Regions from separate parts of the Mus musculus genome. Here regions 1, 2 and 3 are each linked to region 4. A link is a contact called in public Hi-C and HiChIP or PLAC-seq data. All regions are on one chromosome and are shown on one strand. The core of a region is the stretch at or near the end of the contact, and the rest is flanking DNA. Distances in the headings are between cores, read along the strand shown. Region 1 overlaps Gm39697 (a long non-coding RNA gene). Region 2 has its middle 33 kb from the start of Mir6354. Region 3 has its middle 56 kb from the start of Gm34320. Region 4 overlaps Pbx1 (pre B cell leukemia homeobox 1).

The links. Hi-C and Micro-C count contacts between places; a contact is called where the count stands out from the background. HiChIP or PLAC-seq counts read pairs in DNA pulled down with a chosen protein or histone mark.
Region 1: a Hi-C map of uterus shows a contact between it and region 4, with 4 times the contacts expected there. The contact joins two enhancer-like sites. A contact is called at or near these places in 6 of 484 Hi-C or Micro-C datasets (cortical neurons, embryonic fibroblasts, liver and 1 more).
Region 2: a contact with region 4 is called in a Hi-C map of stem cell-derived neural stem cells, with 2.0 times the contacts expected there. The contact joins two enhancer-like sites. A contact is called at or near these places in 3 of 484 Hi-C or Micro-C datasets (nephron progenitors and stem cell-derived neural stem cells) and 1 of 9 other capture datasets (embryonic stem cells).
Region 3: a contact with region 4 is called in a FOXA1 HiChIP or PLAC-seq map of pancreatic cancer cells. The contact joins two enhancer-like sites. A contact is called at or near these places in 1 of 15 datasets of contacts at CTCF or cohesin (the NIH/3T3 cell line), 2 of 484 Hi-C or Micro-C datasets (the HL-1 cell line and psoas muscle), 1 of 115 datasets of contacts at active chromatin or transcription factors (pancreatic cancer cells) and 1 of 9 other capture datasets (embryonic stem cells).

What each region holds. Positions count from the first base shown.
Region 1 is chr1:169,158,821-169,163,259 of GRCm38.p6, forward strand. It overlaps Gm39697 (a long non-coding RNA gene), which reads right to left. Exons shown (of 5, transcript XR_865720.1): 2 at 4,200-4,360. Among named protein-coding and RNA genes, the nearest start is that of Gm39697, 12 kb to the right of the region's middle. Within about 2 kb of position 2,206, at least 10 of the 459 cell types and tissues checked have an H3K27ac peak or open chromatin away from gene starts, as enhancers often do. A contact at or near this core is called in uterus, where this site is marked.
Region 2 is chr1:169,049,539-169,053,889 of GRCm38.p6, forward strand. No RefSeq gene overlaps it. Among named protein-coding and RNA genes, the nearest start is that of Mir6354, 33 kb to the left of the region's middle. Within about 2 kb of position 2,188, at least 28 of the 459 cell types and tissues checked have an H3K27ac peak or open chromatin away from gene starts, as enhancers often do. A contact at or near this core is called in stem cell-derived neural stem cells, where this site is marked.
Region 3 is chr1:168,785,449-168,789,696 of GRCm38.p6, forward strand. No RefSeq gene overlaps it. Among named protein-coding and RNA genes, the nearest start is that of Gm34320, 56 kb to the left of the region's middle. Within about 2 kb of position 1,548, at least 11 of the 459 cell types and tissues checked have an H3K27ac peak or open chromatin away from gene starts, as enhancers often do. A contact at or near this core is called in pancreatic cancer cells, where this site is marked.
Region 4 is chr1:168,212,881-168,217,127 of GRCm38.p6, forward strand. The region is part of intron 2 of Pbx1 (pre B cell leukemia homeobox 1); the gene reads right to left. Among named protein-coding and RNA genes, the nearest start is that of Gm51671, 130 kb to the right of the region's middle. Within about 2 kb of position 1,436, at least 56 of the 459 cell types and tissues checked have an H3K27ac peak or open chromatin away from gene starts, as enhancers often do. A contact at or near this core is called in pancreatic cancer cells, stem cell-derived neural stem cells and uterus, where this site is marked.

The DNA of each region.
Region 1 (4,439 bases), core at 956-3,455, 950 kb after region 4:
GGCTCTAGAAATGGGGAAGCATTTACTTGAAACTTTGACTGAAACCCACCCAGGGCTGGGTCTTTCCTTCTCCCACTCTGCTTCACTCCCATGTCTCACAGCTGTGGTAAATTTCTCACAAGTTGTAGAGATAAATGAAGATCACAGTTCATCATCGCAGATAAGGTACAATGCTAGGAGCTTGGGATAACTGGTTGCACTAGGGCCACAGTCAGGATGCACAGACTGACTCATGCTAGTGCTCAGAGAGCTTTTGTCTTTGTATGCAGTTAGGCCCCCAACTCATAGAGACCTGCCCCTAGTTACAGTGAGTCCTCCCAACTCAGTTAACTGAATCTAGCTTGTCTCCTACTGAGTTTAGAACTAGTCAAGGTGTCAGTCAAGGCGCAACACTCCTCAGTCTGGTGCTCTCTGTAGTTGGAGCCATCACAATATAATGCTCACACAAAGAAGTCTTCTTATAGCAAGAGCCTTCTTCCTCTGACCCTCAAGCATATCGTCTCACTAGTCCGGTCCGCATAACTCTTTCTATGTAAATCTCCTTGTTTCCTTCTGTCTTTATTGCTAGTTCCCTTTTTAGGACGCTCATCGTATTTTGCTAAGTCTAATTCGACACCATTCTATCTGGTCTCCCTGCTTCTGTTCTTCATCTCTAATCCAAATTTCACACAGGTATCCGAATGAATTTGTCAGGAATGTAAATTTGCTCCTGCTATTTTCCTATTCAGAGTTGCCTAGGAGAGTGCTGGGTCATCCTGGGGACCTTAGCATGGCAGCCGGACTGTGCTCCAGCTGAGAGACACTGCCATGGTCACTGTTCCTGAGCTCTTTCATGACTTACCACTCGGCATCCACACATATTTATCCCAGCCATTCCAACTCCCTTATGCTGTGTCTCTTTCCTCTTATTCTTTCTCCTCTGGAACCTTTTGTTCCTTGGACCAGGATTAAGATATCCAGAGTGCCTAATCATGGGCTACAGCAAAAATAGTATTATGTGAAATTCTGGATTTAAAAATACTGGAAAAATAAAACAAGTGCCACATTGTGTTGAGTTTCCTCAGGGATGGCTCCTTCCCTTCCCCCCTGCTTCATGTCAAACCCTCAAAGGAAGTTTTATGACATCTGGGGTGTGTTATAGCTGGGTCAAATGGTAACAGAAGAATTCTTGGTAGATTTCCAAATGCTGTGTGGATGGGACCTGGAAAATCACAACTTGCCATCACTTATGTCTTAGCCATTTTCCTGGTAATAGACCCACACATTTCCCCCACCCTGCATCACCCCCAAGACCACCTTTCAACTCATTAGAGAAAGAAGGGAAGATACTGCCCATGTGTGAATCCTGTCCTGACAATGCAATTGCTTGCCTCCAAGTAGAGCTTGTTTTTTTGTTTTTTTGTGGGTTTTTTTTTGTATGTGTGTGTGTGCATGTGTGTGTGGTTTTTTTTTTCTCCCCAAGCAATTACTTAAATGGTGTTTTGGCCCCTTTTTCTCTGAAGCAGGACATAACCTTTATTGACATTGTGGCTGCTGCCACATCTGTTAAGCTGACAGAAAGAAGGAGCTGGCCAATCCTTATGATGGATTCGGTGTTGTCAAGCCTTCAGCACAATTTGTCATGGGGCAAAAGGAAGCCTGTTGCCAATGGAAGGTTCCTCAATCCTCCCTAGGAGGAGGACCACACAATCCTCCCTAGGAGGAGGACCACACAATCCTCCCTAGGAGGAGGACCACACAATCCTCCCTAGGAGGAGGGCCACATTTCTTTTTTTTTCCTATCATGAGCATCTTTGTGTCAGCTCTGGAGTGAGACACAGAGAAGTTCGAGCCCAACTCATAAAGGGCCTGTCAGCCATTGCTTGAAAGACTTACAAGCAACTCCCCACATTCTAATAAGAAAAACATATCTGGAATCAGACCCTTGATTCTCAATCACACAGATGAACTTTTTAAAAGCAAGAAAAAAAAATAAGAAAGAACCTTGGTAAGAGCAAGGAATAGAAAAAGCTATGGATGGAAACACACATAAATCTGAGGATAATGTGTCACGAGGCTTGCCCTGGAAAGCAGTTCACTCTGTGCATTTTGTGGACTAAGTTGTATCTACACCCACAGTCAAGGTTCTCTCCCACTCAGTACAGAGAACTTTGTGATTTAGCAATCTTAAGCAGGCTTGGCATTCAAAGAGAGGCTGTAGTTACAGACCATACTAAGCCGAGGTCCTCTGGAGGCAATAAATACCGAGGCGATGCTATCTCGTGGGCTTGGGGTATGTCATTCCCTTGAAAGTCAAGGAGACAGCTGATTTAGTGTTTCCAGTTAGGTCACAGAAAAGTCAGTGGCGGCTGCTTCCAGCTGAGTTCAGAGTCTGAATATTTATGGTATCAATCTGAAATCCAGATAACCACAAATAATATAAATCCATTAACTCCTCTACAAGCAAAGCTTTTTGGCTGTTAATGCCTTGATTGCTAAGTTACTTCAGGATCTCTCTCTCTCTCTCTCTCTCTCTCTCTCTCTCTCTCTCTCTCTCTCTCTCTGTGTGTGTGTGTGTGTGTGTGTGTGTGTGTGTGTGTGTGTGTGTGTGTGTGTGTGCGGATGTGTGTGGATGTGTATCCTTAATTTCTTAATTTCTCTGCTCACTTTGTGAACCTGTGTCAGGCTTCTCTAATATGCTTAAGGCAGCTTCCCAGGACAATGAGTCTGGAGCAGCAATGCTGGAAGTGGCCATCCCCTTACTGTTGAAAGACTGCTTCTGACAGTCCATCAGAGGTCCCCAGTGTTGATATTTAGAGTTTCTACCATTTACACAGAGAACGTGGTTTACTCACTCATTACACATGAAGTCCCCTGATTTATGTGCTTTTTCTACAGTGATGAATTGCTCATCACATAATAATCATATCTCATCCATTCTCAGACACTCTAGGAAGCAGACAGTTGGCATGTCCAGTGATTTGACAAAAAACAAACAAAACAAAACAAAACCAGAAAACAGAAACCATGATATTTGTATGATAGGTGGCACTCTGCTCATGAGATTTTGTGTGAGCTTTACAAAGGCTCTATGAGGTAGGTAAGTTTTTGAATGAGCAAAGATGAGATTTCACAGACATAGTAAAAGGGACTTGAACATTTTAACCAGAGAAGCTTGCATAGGGCAAACCAAGGCACCCATGCTTGGCAGCCCTCAGTCTAGGATTGACAGTCTTAACTCTAGAACAACTTCAGTCTGGCCTCCTTAGAAGATTGTGCCAGAGAGAGCAAGGTAAAACCATGACAATACCTGTTCCTTCAAAATGTGCCAAAGCAAAGGACCAAGAAGATCAAGCACAAGCCATCACATCACCATACCCCAAAACACACTACAAAGCTCCAGTAACTCAAACAGCAGAGCAGCTACAGAGTCTGATACACAGACCAACTGAAAGGGATAGGATGCTCAAGAGGAATCTGTGTATTCATAGCCAACTAACTCAACAGAAGTGCTAGAGATACGCATTGGAAAACAATGCCCTGTTCAGCAAAAGGTGCTGGAAAGACTCGGCATCCTACTCAGAAGATGGAAATTCAGTCCATTCAAACTGGATCACAGACCCAAATATAAGACCTGGAACTCAAAACCGTAGAAGAAAAATAAAAAAGGAAAACAAACAAGCATACATACACAGAGGGGACACAGTTCATATTAGCACAGGTGATGAGTTTTAGATAAGACATCAAAAGTACAAAAAAATTAAAAATGGGTTTATAATAACTAAGAATTTTCTTCTGCTCTGCGGAAGAAATGATCAACAAACTGAGGACAAGCTACAGAAGGATTTGAAAACATTCCAGCTGTTCATCTGATAAAGAGGTAGTATCCATAATCTATTAAGAACCAACAGCAATGCTACAAATATTCCCATTGAAATGAGAAAAGTATGAAATATAAAAGTTCTAACTCATTTGTCATCGGGGAAATGGAAGCCAAAACGATGTGATATCATCTCATCCTGGTTAACAAAGCTTTCACCAAATGCTTAAAAATAAATATTGGCATTCATATGGGAATAAGGGAATTCTCATGTATGGCTGGAGAAAATAGAAATTAGTACAGTCACAGTGAAACAGAGATTCCTCAAGAAATTTACAAGTAGATCTAATATATTATGATGGTTAATCTCAATTGCCAACTTGATGAAATCCAGACTCACCTGTGATATGATCATCCGAGCACACGAGCAGGGATTATCTTCATCGTGTTGATTGGTGTCCGAGCACACGAGCAGGGGTTATCTTCATCGTGTTGATTGGTGTGGGAGGACCCATCCTCTGTGGGTAGCTCCATTCCCTGAGATTGGATCTGAGCCCTGAACTGTAAGGAGAAAGTGACCTACAACTAAGTGTGCATTATCTTTTTCTTCCTGTTACCAGCAAATCCTATCTCCTATCGC
Region 2 (4,351 bases), core at 938-3,437, 840 kb after region 4:
ATAAAAAAAATTTGAGCTGGAGAGGTGGCTCAGCGGTTAAGAGCATCAACTGTTCTTCCAGAGGTTCTGATTTCAATTCCCAGCAACCACATGGTAGCTTATAACCACCTGTAACAGAATCTTATGCACTCTACTGGTATATCTGAAGATAGCGACAGTGCACTCACATAAAATAAATAATTTAAAAAGAGAGAGAGAGAATTTGAGGATCCACAGAGACATAGAGTTTCTTAGAAACTTTCCCTACAGACACGAGTGGGCAGCCGTATTTGAATCGTTGCCCCATTTCCAGGTTTTCTCCATGGCACAGGTCTTCAAACTAGTGCTTGTACTTCTTATTCTTATGGCACATGATCTGGAGGAAGTCGCACTAGCTCCCGACCCTCCTTTTCTTCTCTGCAAACCAAAGTTATTCATACTTAACATAACACATAAGAATGCTGTTAAAAGGAAGTGCCAAGGAGTCTGGTAATGAAAAATCCCATCCATGGACTTTGTAATAGGTCATAAGTAAGAAAATGTGTTTGGGACCAGCAAGTGCCAAGGTCCAAGTCCATGCAATCTCCAAATAGACAGCACATGCAGCCCCTGATGTGAATACCAGTGGAGCAAGCTCATAAAACACAAAGAAGAACATCTTTTGAGGAAAGAATGCACAGGCATTTTAAAGCATGGCTGTCATTGTCAGGCAAAGCAAGTTGATGTGGAGCCAGAATGTGTGTGGGCTTCGAAGTAGTGAGTCCTTTTCACTTCTTACATCGGTTAAAAAAAAAGAAGTTCTTAAATCTGCAAAGCAAATAGGTTCTACCTGTTGCCTTGTAGGGAATGTCAACAAGCAATGTCTATCCCTAGAAGACAGTCATCTCCCTCAGGTTTTCTGTAGGTATCTGATTATTAGATTATAAAGAAGACATAAGCTACCAGGCATGCACTACATGTCACCATGGATGTGCACCATTATTTTGGGTCATACCAGTCCCAATGCCTTTGCACTCAAGAAAAGGGAATCTTATGAATGTCAAAGCTTGGGGCACAGATTCTACACTGTACTTTTCTTCTTAGCTGTGACAGCTGTGACTAAATCCTAACAGAATAACTTAAGGGAAGGCAGGTTTGTCTTGGCTACCGGTTTCATAGAATTCGGCATATGGTTACTTGGGTGGGCTAGCATGGCGGCTATGAGGAGCCTAAGGCAATGGAATACTGTTCACATGACTGACTGAGAAGAGAAATGAAAGTTGCTACTGCTTCCTTTCCATCATCCCCAGAGGTGGGCCTTATCAGTCTCCTAGGTGACTCTGAGTCCAATCAACCTACTGATAAAGATTAAGGGATGCATGCTGCTACCCAGGTGAGAAACTTGAATTTGAAGGTTTTTAAAATATCTATCTATCATCTATCTATCTATCTATCTATCTATCTATCTATCTATCTATCTATCTATCATCTATCTATCTATCTATCTATCTATCTATCTATCTATCTATCTATCTATCTACCTACCTACCTACCTATCTAGTGATGCTATCAGGCCTATGCTACATGCTTCTTGTTTTTCCAGAGTAACTGACAGTTTGAGGGCAGTTTATCTTAGAGAAGTTCTGGGCAAATCATGTTTTTATACTGTTTTTTCCAGTGTCATCCAAATATAGATGAAGGGAAAAAATAGAAGGAAATAAAGTGAATAGTGTGAGCTAGGTGTGAAAAGATGGCAAAAAACGGAATTTGCTAGTGAGATTGCAGAGCTAACCCTTGCGGAAGGACTGTTTGGAGGACTGAAGGCTTCAATACACTGTGGTCCAGGGAAGAAACGGCCTATGTTCTCTTTAAAGGAGAATTAAATGGATGTTGTTTGTTTAACTAGCACAACTTTGACCTTTATTGCTAGTGGTCCTTTTTTTCTCCCCATTAAAAGACAAGGCCCTAGAGATCACAGGGCATCGCCAACATATGGAGCTGTCCTGAATTTGCATGGGGTTGGGGGTGGGGGGTGGGGATGGAAGTCCCCAGAAAAACCATCTTGGTCCCAGACGGCCTAGTCCAAGCAAGCTTGTGAAGAGCACGGCACGGGATAAGCAAAGGGCTGGGTGCCATGGCATTTGTTTTCCATTGAATAGGATTAGGGCTTCTGACATGAATGATTAATCACCCCATCGCAGACGCTGACGAACACAGGAAGAAGTCCATGCAAAATGGATGGCAAGAGCAGCCTATGCCAAACAGCTGCTGGGTAGCCCCACCCTCCTGGCCTCTCAGCGTCCCTTCAGGTCCTCACTTCTCTCTCTCTCTCTCTCTCTCTCTCTCTCTCTCTCTCTCTCTCTCTCTCTCTCTCTCTCTCTCTCATCTAATTCCATCTTCTCTCTCTCGTCTTCCCACTTTGATGATCATTCTTTTTGCCTCTCGGGCATTCGTTATTGGTGTTCTTTCTCTCTTCCTATGCCACCTCCAGTCGTGCCGGTTGGGCAGTGTGGACAGAGAGCACTGAGAGTTTGGTCGCCAAGGGTACAGGAGGCAGCGCTGGCAAACCTTCGCTAGGATGAAACTGCTCTCATCACATCCTTGTGTACAGAGGCAATGATGCAGAAAGTGGCTTTCAATGATAATTCTGCAAAGCCCCAGGCACATTTTCATCTGAAAACAGGAGAATGAGACTCTTGGATGTGAGTGGCTGAAAAAAACCCACCTGGACACAGATAACTTCCTCTCCTTCCAGAGCTCCTCTACCTTCTGCTTCTCCTGCTTAACATTACAATACCATTTTCTATTTAGTTATTTGGATTTTAGAAAGCTGCTTGATTTTAGCATCTCCTTGAAAATGATGCATTTCCTGTGCTTTGAGGAACAATTCCAGGGCTTGATGTTCCCACCTGATTCCTGACTTAATGTCACCCTTAACCAGCAGTTCTCAACCCCTTGAGCTTTCTCAGAAAAGCATGGAAATGGTGATCACTGCCTCCCACTGGAGTTTCTGACTAAGCAACCTTTGGAGGAAGTCTAGCAAGTTTTCAGATGCTCTGATCATGTGAGTCTGAAATCAGATTCTAAGAACAATTGCTATAAATGACTTCTTTAAGCTCATAGCCTGCACCTTGTTTGCATGTGGAAGTGCATTTCGCATCTATGGCCAGCAATCATGGTTTAACCGACTTTAGGATTAGTCTTAAAGGAAATGCTACTAACACAACTGATCAAATACCACAAAAGTGTATACAATGTGGCCAAAGAAAGCCATCTAAGACAAGGTTGTGAGCTAGCAACCTTTCACAGAAACCCCACACTCTTTTCCTCAGATGTCTATTGATAAAGACTCACTTCCCTGTCCAATATGTAAGGACACCATAGTGCCATAGGTGGGATAAATAAAATAATATAACTAGTTTGTCTTCTTGAAGGTGTGATTTGTCTGAGAAGGAAATGTTATGAAAATAAAAAAAGAAATAACAGACTGAACTATTCAAGCTAAATGAATTAGCAGCCTTGAAAGATCTCTACCTGCCCAATTGGCAATTTGACTGCCCACAATTAATGCCTTCTGAGCAAGCTGGAATGAAGGGGGCGGTCATTGTGATTGAAACTGAATTAATTATGTAACTTTGGGCTGTTGAGATTTGCTCTCACAATTATATTATGAAAACAAGGACATTCACAATAGTTGTAAGGCCTAGGGAGGTGACTCTGAGGTTAAGAACACTTGCTGCTCTTGCAGAAGTCCTGGGTCTGTTTCCCATCACAAAATGACAGGTGATAACCATCAGTCACTACAGTTCCAGACGACCTGATGCCCTCTTCCGGCTTCTGTGTGCACAAAGTATGCATGTGGGGCACATACATACATGTAGGTAAAATACTCAGACACAGAAAGTAAACTAAATATTTTTAAAGTATTGTAGAGGAAAGGGAAATAAGAACGATTAAACAATTCATAAAGATTTGACTGAAGTTGGAAGCTGGAGATGGACTCTTTTGCTTTATTTATTTATTTTTTTTTAATTTTTTAAATTTTTTTTTTACTTTACCGTACCTACATGTACCTCTGCATTATGTGATAATGACTGCAGAAGTTCTGGGTGATCAGAGTGTCAATAAAGTAAAATGGGGTGACATTCCCCCTGGTAGTCAGGCTTCATAAATGCCACTAGATCCTTTCCAAATGACTGCCTTTCAGGTACAAGTCCAACAGGCTAAAGGCCAATGGAGGAACTACATTTCAAGTTCACAGCAACAATTCAATGTGGTGCTGAGGCCATCCACTGTGAGGTTAGCCCAACAAGGAGATCCTAACTGTCTCAGTGCATCTCAGGATCTCCCTCAAGCTTAAGCTGGGAAAGCAGAAAAGACATTTGCCTCAGAA
Region 3 (4,248 bases), core at 298-2,797, 570 kb after region 4:
TGCAAAAGGTAGGAGGATAGAGAGCAAGTAAGAAGTAGACGGCTCTGCCCCATCCCAACACCGAGAAAAACGAGAAGTACCAAAGATGCTTGCTCACTCACTCACCTAGCTATAGTACTAGCTGGAGAGGGACTGGTACTTTTAACGCCATTTTCAACGAGTGCCCACTTACCTTTGCTGTCCAGATGGAACTCTAACTTACAGAACATGCCAAGGTGCGTTCTACTGAAGTGGCTTACACAAACTAACTGAGATTCAGCTAATACCCCTGTGGCAATTCATATTGTGCAGAGTAGGGAGGTCAACTAGAATAGTCTACGCTTTAGATATGGGTTGCAGGAAGCCTGACTCTCCCTGCTTATGCTACATGCTGTATAACCCATAAGCACAGAAATGACTGAAAAAGAAGAGGGGGTTATATCTTCTGAGTGGAATATTCCCTTTTGTAATATTGACAAAATCTACTAACATGATTTTTTTCTATTTTTATTTTTATTTTTTGGGAGGAGGGGTCAGGTTCTCACTATATAGCCCTAAGCTGACCTGGAACTCTCTCTGTAGACCAAAGTGTCCTCAGATTCATAGATCTACCTACCTCTCCTTCCTGCATGCTGGGATTAATGGTGTATGTTACCATGCCAGGGTACATCCTGATTTTTCATGGAGAATTCTCCAGTTTTTTGACTCTGTATTTATTCTACTTAACCAAGAATGCTGAGACAAAAACCCTGTCAACATGAACCCTACGCTCTAGGAGACCAGAAACCTGGGTCTCTGAGTAATTTTACTAGGTCAGTGCCCTATATTTGACTCCTCCACGTGCTGACTCCCTATGCTGTGGCCTGTCAGGCTTTCTACAGATGCTTGTAAATAATTTTTCATCTGTACAGCAGACAAAACCACCAAAAAATCTTTTGTAAGCTGGTGAAGCTCATTTTTTTTTTGAGTCTTCCCAGTCTATCTTGACAAGGACAGCGTCTGACCTGCAAGATGGATTCTGACAGAGTCTGTCGGCAGAGCTCAGAGGCACAGGACCAGGGACCCCCACAACTATGGAGCACAGAGACCTAAAGAGACACTGCCTCCTCATAAGGACCAGGAGACACTGCAGGAAGAAGCTGGAACTTTGCCCGTGAACCTAATGTGGTTGTGGGTATCTGTAAGCTAAGGAGGAGAAGTGTCCCAGGACGTGGAAGAGTCCCTGTTAAACTTCAGTGGATGCTGCTGGCTGAGAGAAAATCATGAGAGTGTCTGAGTCTGTGAGACACAGGGAAAGGGGAATGTGTATGATTACAGCACAATTCTATTAAGAAAAAAAAAGTCGGGCCTGTTGTACTGAAGGGTTAAACTCCCTGAGGACTTTGCTTGGCCTTGACTGCCCACATCCCAGCCTCCCCCGCCACTTCCTCACATTTCTGAGATGTCCCTTGTGCCGAATTCTTATTCAACTTCAAACTGACAAACTGTTTTTAATCTTTTCCTTCCATCCAGCCTGGAGATTGGGAAGCAAAAATCAATACCAGTTGGCAGGTGATCAAGCTGCCTCAGACTGGTGTGAGAAGAACACAGAGTCTGAGTGCAAGAGGACAGGGGGAGGGATGGAAGGGGGGCAGGCTGGGGTGGGGGTGGGGGGCTGCTGAATGGAAAGGAGTTTGACTAAGTACCATGAATTACTGGCTGGAGGTCCAAAGGGCCCCGTGATTTCTATGGCCTTGAGCAGGGGACCTTGGGAATGCCATTAGAACAATTAGGTCCTGAGCACACAGATGTTGAGGTGCCTTTAGAGAAAGAAGAGAAGGAAGGGTTTTCCTGAAGCTTGAGTGGAAGAGAGGAAGGGAAGAAGGAAGTTGGGAGGAAAAGCTGCAGGAGGACTCAGTCTTTCTGTAGCATCCTTCAAGTAGAGGCTTGACAACACCACCACACCACAAGGCTGATGGCTCCTTTTAAAGACAAGATAAACATTGGCCTAACTTAGTTTTCAAAATTGTGCTAAGACTCTCTGGAATGGGATCACAGGGGAGACTGTAACAGGAAACCTTCAAGAGGAAGCCACCTGACCCATCTTTGCTCCTTTTGCAGTTACCATTTAGCATCTCAGGATCAGCCTGTGGCTGTGAGATCTGAACTGGTGCTTTATAATACCTTAACCTTGCTTCTAGTACAATCCATAATGGCAGAACATTGTATGTGCATCTGTATGTGTACAGTGTGTGTGTGTGTGTGTGTGTGTGCAGTGTGTGTGTGTGTGCATGCATGCATACGTGTGATAGCTTGAGAACATGTCTATGGATACTATATATGTGCATATGCATGTGTATGTATATGATTACATGTATGGAGTATGTATGGTCAACATTGGATATGCTTTCTCAGAAGCCACCTGCCTAGTCACTAAGACCTGGGGTCGTCTGCTTTTGGTAGGCAGGTAGTCAGGGATTCCCCCATGTCTCTTGTCTTCTTAGATCTGGGACTGCAGGTGCATAGCATATACCCAGATTTTTATTTGAGTGCAGGGGATCAAACTCAGGCCCTCATGTTTACACAGCAAGAACTGAGTTTACTCCCCCCCCCATCCCCACCCCACCTCCTGCATCTTTAGAATTTGCTTTGATTCAGGGAGAACACACTGGGGTAAAATCACCTAGAAACCCTAGATGATCTAACAGAGTAAGCTTCAAACTGGAAATTTTGAGGTTTCCATTTCCATTTCTTCTTCTGATTTAAAATTACTCTTTACTTTGCAACCCTTAAAGAACTAAGGATCCTAGCCTAATGATAATGTTGCAGCTTTTTAAAGGCTTCAACTCAAGCCAGGATGCTCCTTTAAATTTTGACAAGATAGGTTTCTCTGATAAGGAGTGGCAGCCACACTTACCCATGGATATAAGGATAAGACCTAGAAAGTAGTAAGGGCTGTTCTAACCATGTGGCTGTAGTAGATTATTTTCCAAGGTCCATGACATCATTAGCCTTCAGAAGCTTGCTAAGTTTCCAGTCAAAGTATTATTTCCTTCCTGTTGAGTGGATAAATCTAATTAGACAACCATTGGTTGCCACAAGATGTGAGTGATATTTATTTTCCTGTATATCTTGCCATGCAGGTAATTTTGGTTCATATACACTTTCTATAAACAACAGTACCCAATAAAGGATAATACAAAGAAAGAAACACACAGAAATAGACTAAGTTGTCACATACCTTCTAGGCCATGGGTCTGGGACTGAGTATGGTGGTCAAGGACTGTCTATTTATGAAGCAAGGAACAACAACAACAAAAAATTGAATCACATCCTAAGAGAAAACTGGACCCAGCCTCACTATTTGAACGTAGGGAAATGAATGCAGCACCTAGTCGTGTCTCATTAAAAAAAAAAAAGTCTAACCAATTTTTATCATCCTTATGATCACCACCACCACCTGATTATTTTTTTGATCAGCATTGCCATCATAATCACCTGCTGCCCAGGTCTTGGTTCTGTATCAGAAAGAGGATACAGGTCTAGAAAAGCATCAGATAGCACAGAGCTAAAGGGCCATGTTTAAACCTCATCATTTTAATATTCTGTACTGATGACTAGATGCACCATGAAACAACAGAAGATAGAAGCACTGAGTTGATAAATTCATACCTGGGTAGACCAGAATCCCGAGGATGTGGGGGAGGTGAAGCTATAAGAGGGAAAGAGTCACTGATCCCAGACAGAGGGATTTTAAGAAAGCCAGAAGATAGTTTAATGTAAGAAAAGAGTCTTAAAACAAAAACAATAAAATGTTTGAAGAAATCAGTGCTCAGTTCAAAGCTCCAGTGAAATAATTTTCATAGAACAACTTGAATAACATTTTAAAATAAATAATACATGTCACATATGCAGATGAATGAAAATGTATGCACCGAAATGAGAAAGAGGATATTAAAGAACACATTAGTGTTGTTTATATAAAAAAGAATCTATTTCAATTTGTGTAATTAAAAAGTTAAAAATCAATTAACGTTTACTGGAATTCAACAGGCAGAAGACTCTAGATGCAGAGAAAACACTAATGTACGATGAGTATCAATTAGAGAGAGAACAGGTTTTAAAAGGTTCACCAGAAAGGTAGCTCCAGGGCATGTAGGGTATGTTTCCAATTCCATTTACTAGGAATTATAGCACAGAATGGTGGAGAAGCAAGGAAATAATTGTATGATGGTATCAGCAACCAAAAAATTATTTTGGTATTACATACCAAACATAAATATGTACAAT
Region 4 (4,247 bases), core at 186-2,685:
CAAGTTTCCACGGACAGTGCATTGGGATGCACTGATTCCTGGGTGGGTAAAGATTTACCCAGGTAGAAGTGGGGTGGGCAACAATAAAGGAGCTTAATTTTTACATGGTAAATGCTCTAATTGAATACTCATTCAGAGGAGATTGGGTTTGCCAAGACTCATCACAATTGCTTTACAGACATGTAAAGAAAGGTTCTACCAGAGATTTGAAAATAAGAGAATGAAAAGAAGAAGAAGAAGAAGAAGAAGAAGAAGAAGAAGAAGAAGAAGAAGAAGAAGAAGAAGAAGAAGAAGAAGAAGAAGAAACCCAGAAGAACCGTCCTCCGTCCACACACACATTGCACCATTTCAATTATACTCTACTCATGAAAGTAAACTACACTGGACAATGTGCAAGAAGTAGGCACAAATAGGGGAGCACTTTGTTGTGCTATAGTACATAGGAGGTGATTGCTCTGATGGTCTTGGGGTGCACGTGTGTGTTTGAAAAAGGCAGAGAATCTTGCAGGTCTGTATTTCTTCCCAGGACAAGATTTCAAGATACTAGTACAACAACAACAACAACAAAACAAACAAACTGAGGTATTTGGATTCACTGACCCGGAAATTGTTCAGCTAGTCAGTTAAAAAAAAAATGCCGCCAGCTTTAAAGAAATAAGCGATACGGCTAACAGAAGTGACACTTCCTATTTATGGCTTGAAGTCAGTACTCTGGTGAGCTGGATACAAAATGCTTATTTAAAAGCTCCTTTTTATCTCTCTAGCACCATGCAAGACTCAAATGAACCTTTCACTGGGACACCAGAGATGTTAACACTCGTCCTCCAAGATCCAATTTCAACCAGCCGAGCTGTTACCTAATCCTGCAGCCATCACATATGATCAGGTTCCCGCCTCCCTGATGGGTGCCCAGCACCCCCTCCCTCCTTCCTTTCCCTCTCCTGCCCAACAGCTTTCCCTGAAACTGAGCTTTAAGAGTCCCCTTGCCTGTGCATGCTGGTCATACAGGGTCCCAACAGCCCCACTGGCTGTACATAACACCAAGATATTTATCCTTGTTAGCTAATAATTCTTAAAGGGGTTTCCTACTCACAAATCACTGCCTCCCATTCCAATCACGACAGAGACCAGTCACGACAGGTAAGTGATTTATACAGAGGTTGTCACAGCCTTCAGAAAACACCTGAAGTCACATCAGCTGCTATCACTTGCCCTAGGGTTAATCCGGTGCTAAAACTCCAGCGATAAGGAGACTGTCACAGCCTGATTGGAGCAGCCCTCACAACTGGCCTCCTGCTGTTCATTCTTTATTTATTTTCTTCACACAAGGAGAAAAACAAACCAAACCCAAAGGCACATTCAAGAGAGCCAGTGGGAGGTCTGTGCAAAGGATTGTTTTGTCCTTGGCTGAGCAACACAGCTCCAGAGTCGCTCCTGGCTGATGCCCACTAGAGGGCACTCTCTCCCCACCGAGGACTTGTTTAAAGAAGGGTCCCATAGCTACCAACATCTCCATGGAGCTGGGGAATTGGGATCTACTCCGATTTGAGATTCCCAAATGTGGGCAGACAGGGAGGAGGGCATATTAGCAGAAGGCATTGTTTCAGGCTATGGAGTGAAGCTTGAGACTCGCTCAGCTGAGCAAGATAAAGAGATGGTTGGAGAAGGGACATAAGACTTAGGGAAGGCTTGAGGAAGTCTCTTCATGGTTTCAAGGTACCAAGGCAGAAGAAGGTGCCAAGCCCAAGCCAGGCAGAGCTCTGAAGCCAGTGGAGAAAGAAGTAACCTGCCCTTGTACTTCTAGAAAGTGAAACCATTCATCCGCTGGGACCCTTTGTGCACATTGAATTGTGTCACCTGATGACAGAAAGCACACGCTCTGCTAGCACACTTACAGATTATAAAGGTACAGAAACTTGGCTAAAACAAGGCAGGCTCCTGCCACCAAGATCGAGAGCTCCTGGAAGCCAGTGGTGACATGGTGATCTCCCATGATCTCCCGGATCATGTATTATGCACCTCTTCGGGTCTTTTCAGCGCTCTTGTGCACAGCAGCCAAGTAGGATGTAGAACTATGGCGTCTTAGGCATCTGTGTCCTGCCACAGCTGGTTCCTGACACGTGCCCCACCCTCCGGTTGTAAGTTGTACAGAGAGAACACGTTTGCTCTCCCGTCTCTTCCAGTGCCCATTTCCCAAAACTCAGATCTGCCTTTCATATGTGGCCATTCTAAACAAGCAATGCTATGCTGACATTAAGGCAATGGCTCTCTGTGTGAGGGAGAGTCACCCAAGCACAGGACTGGTATCTGTGAAGGGTTCCCCCGAGGCCTAAGAGTACACCAAACTGCTTTAAGCTTTGTAGAACACCTCCCCCCTTCCCAACCCCTTACTCCTCCACCCCGACCTTTCAGGTTCTGTCATTTCCTTACAGGCATAACCATCCACAAACCGGTGGACACTTCTCCAGCTGGAAAATGACTGTGCTATGAACTGATTCTTCTAAACAGTGTCGGGACCCACATCTTCCATTCCTTAGTAGCCTGAAGCTTGGGGTTGTACTTATAGGCGCTCTTCCCCCGAAGTGCTCAAGCCTCTTCCGTCTTTGATGGAAAAGCTGTCTGGGTGAGTTATTTTAAAGAGTCGTCTATCAAGTAAATGGAAATGATTAACCATTTGATTCCCCCAGTTTCACAATCCAGCATTACAGGCAGCTGCCAGACAACGGTTGATGGATAGGCTCCAGAGAGCCCAGTACTGACGGAACTCAGACCTTAGAGGACCAAGCGGGAATCTTCCTGGCTGCTGGCCTAGAATGGCCTCTTCAGAGGGTTCCAGTGCACAGAATCTATAAATCTGGGACTCACTCTGATACTCAGTATTGTCCCCTTAGAATCACACAGGGCTTCGTTCAGGGTCAAAAGCCTCCTAAAGTGATACCACTTGGTGTGAAGACAAGATATCTTTCAATCCTTCCAATATTTTTCTTGGCTTATTAGCAATCAGGTATGCATAAACAGCATATGATATCAGAAAGGGACTTGTAAACTTCCTTCCAGCAACGAGACAGTAAGATCTTTAAGGATTTCAGTGCAAGCATCTTTATGGAGTGTTTCTTAAGGTATCAAGGCCGCACTGATTTTTCAAAGGGCGCTCTAGCCAGGACCTGGAAAGTGCAGTCATTTCTTCCCACTTGGCTCAGAGCCACAGCACGTGGAGCTGTGGGTGAAGTTTCTAAGGCAGGGGATGACAACAAAAACACAGGACACTCTTGGGATGGTTTTACTATTTTGAGCATTTCTGTTTAGGGATTTTTCTTTAGAGACACAGCAAGTTCTTCTTTTCTCTGGGCTAGCTTTCGGCCCTTCTGGTCACAGGGCTTGTACTTCTCAGGGGATGTGCGGGCATGGATGGATCCTATTCACACGTTCCCTGCTTGGCACACCGAGTCTCCCCGGGCCAGCTGGCAGAGAGAAAGTGAATGCACTGGGCAACAGGCGCCTGCATTTCTGGATGGGTGCCGGCTGTCTGAGTGACGGACTTATAGATCTTAATAGCTAAAGCTTGTATGGCGGCTCGGGAAACCCCCTTTGTCCCAAGAAAAGCTGCAGAAGTCGGGGGGTTGGGGCATGACTTCATACTGCCTCTGCCTTCAGATCCATGTATTTAAGACATCTGAGGAAAGGGAATGAGGCCCGGGAGAGGGCCAGGGTAGGGTGTGTAAGGCCTGGACTGCACATGGGAACTCATGACGTGGGAAAGCATCCCTACTTAGTTATACATAAGAAGCATGGGAAGTGTGGAGCCAGTGGCTGGAGGATACTGCACACCCCATGGAGAGGAAGGCTTCTTTCTACAACAGCACCTTCTACACCAGCTCACTACTGAAAGCAGGAGGGGTTTCTTGATGGTCTCTTGCCTTAAACTGAAAAGGTTTTGTGGATTAAAGTCTCCATAAGATGCCCAGAGCATTGCCTGGTTCTTGCTAGGGCATGATACGTTTCTCAACCCCACCACCAAGTTCTAACAGCCAAGAGAACAGACGTGTACATTCGGGCTTCTCTTCCCTCAGGTCTATAACACGGCATGAGGAACCATGAGAAAGTACACTGAGATAGAAGGGGGATATCTCCATGCTAACCCACATTATAGACTCTCACTGTGTGACTTTGCCTCTTAGTTTCATTTTCCTCATCAACAAATAAGTAGTGATAATATTAATTTGCCACCATTCTGATTATAAATAAAA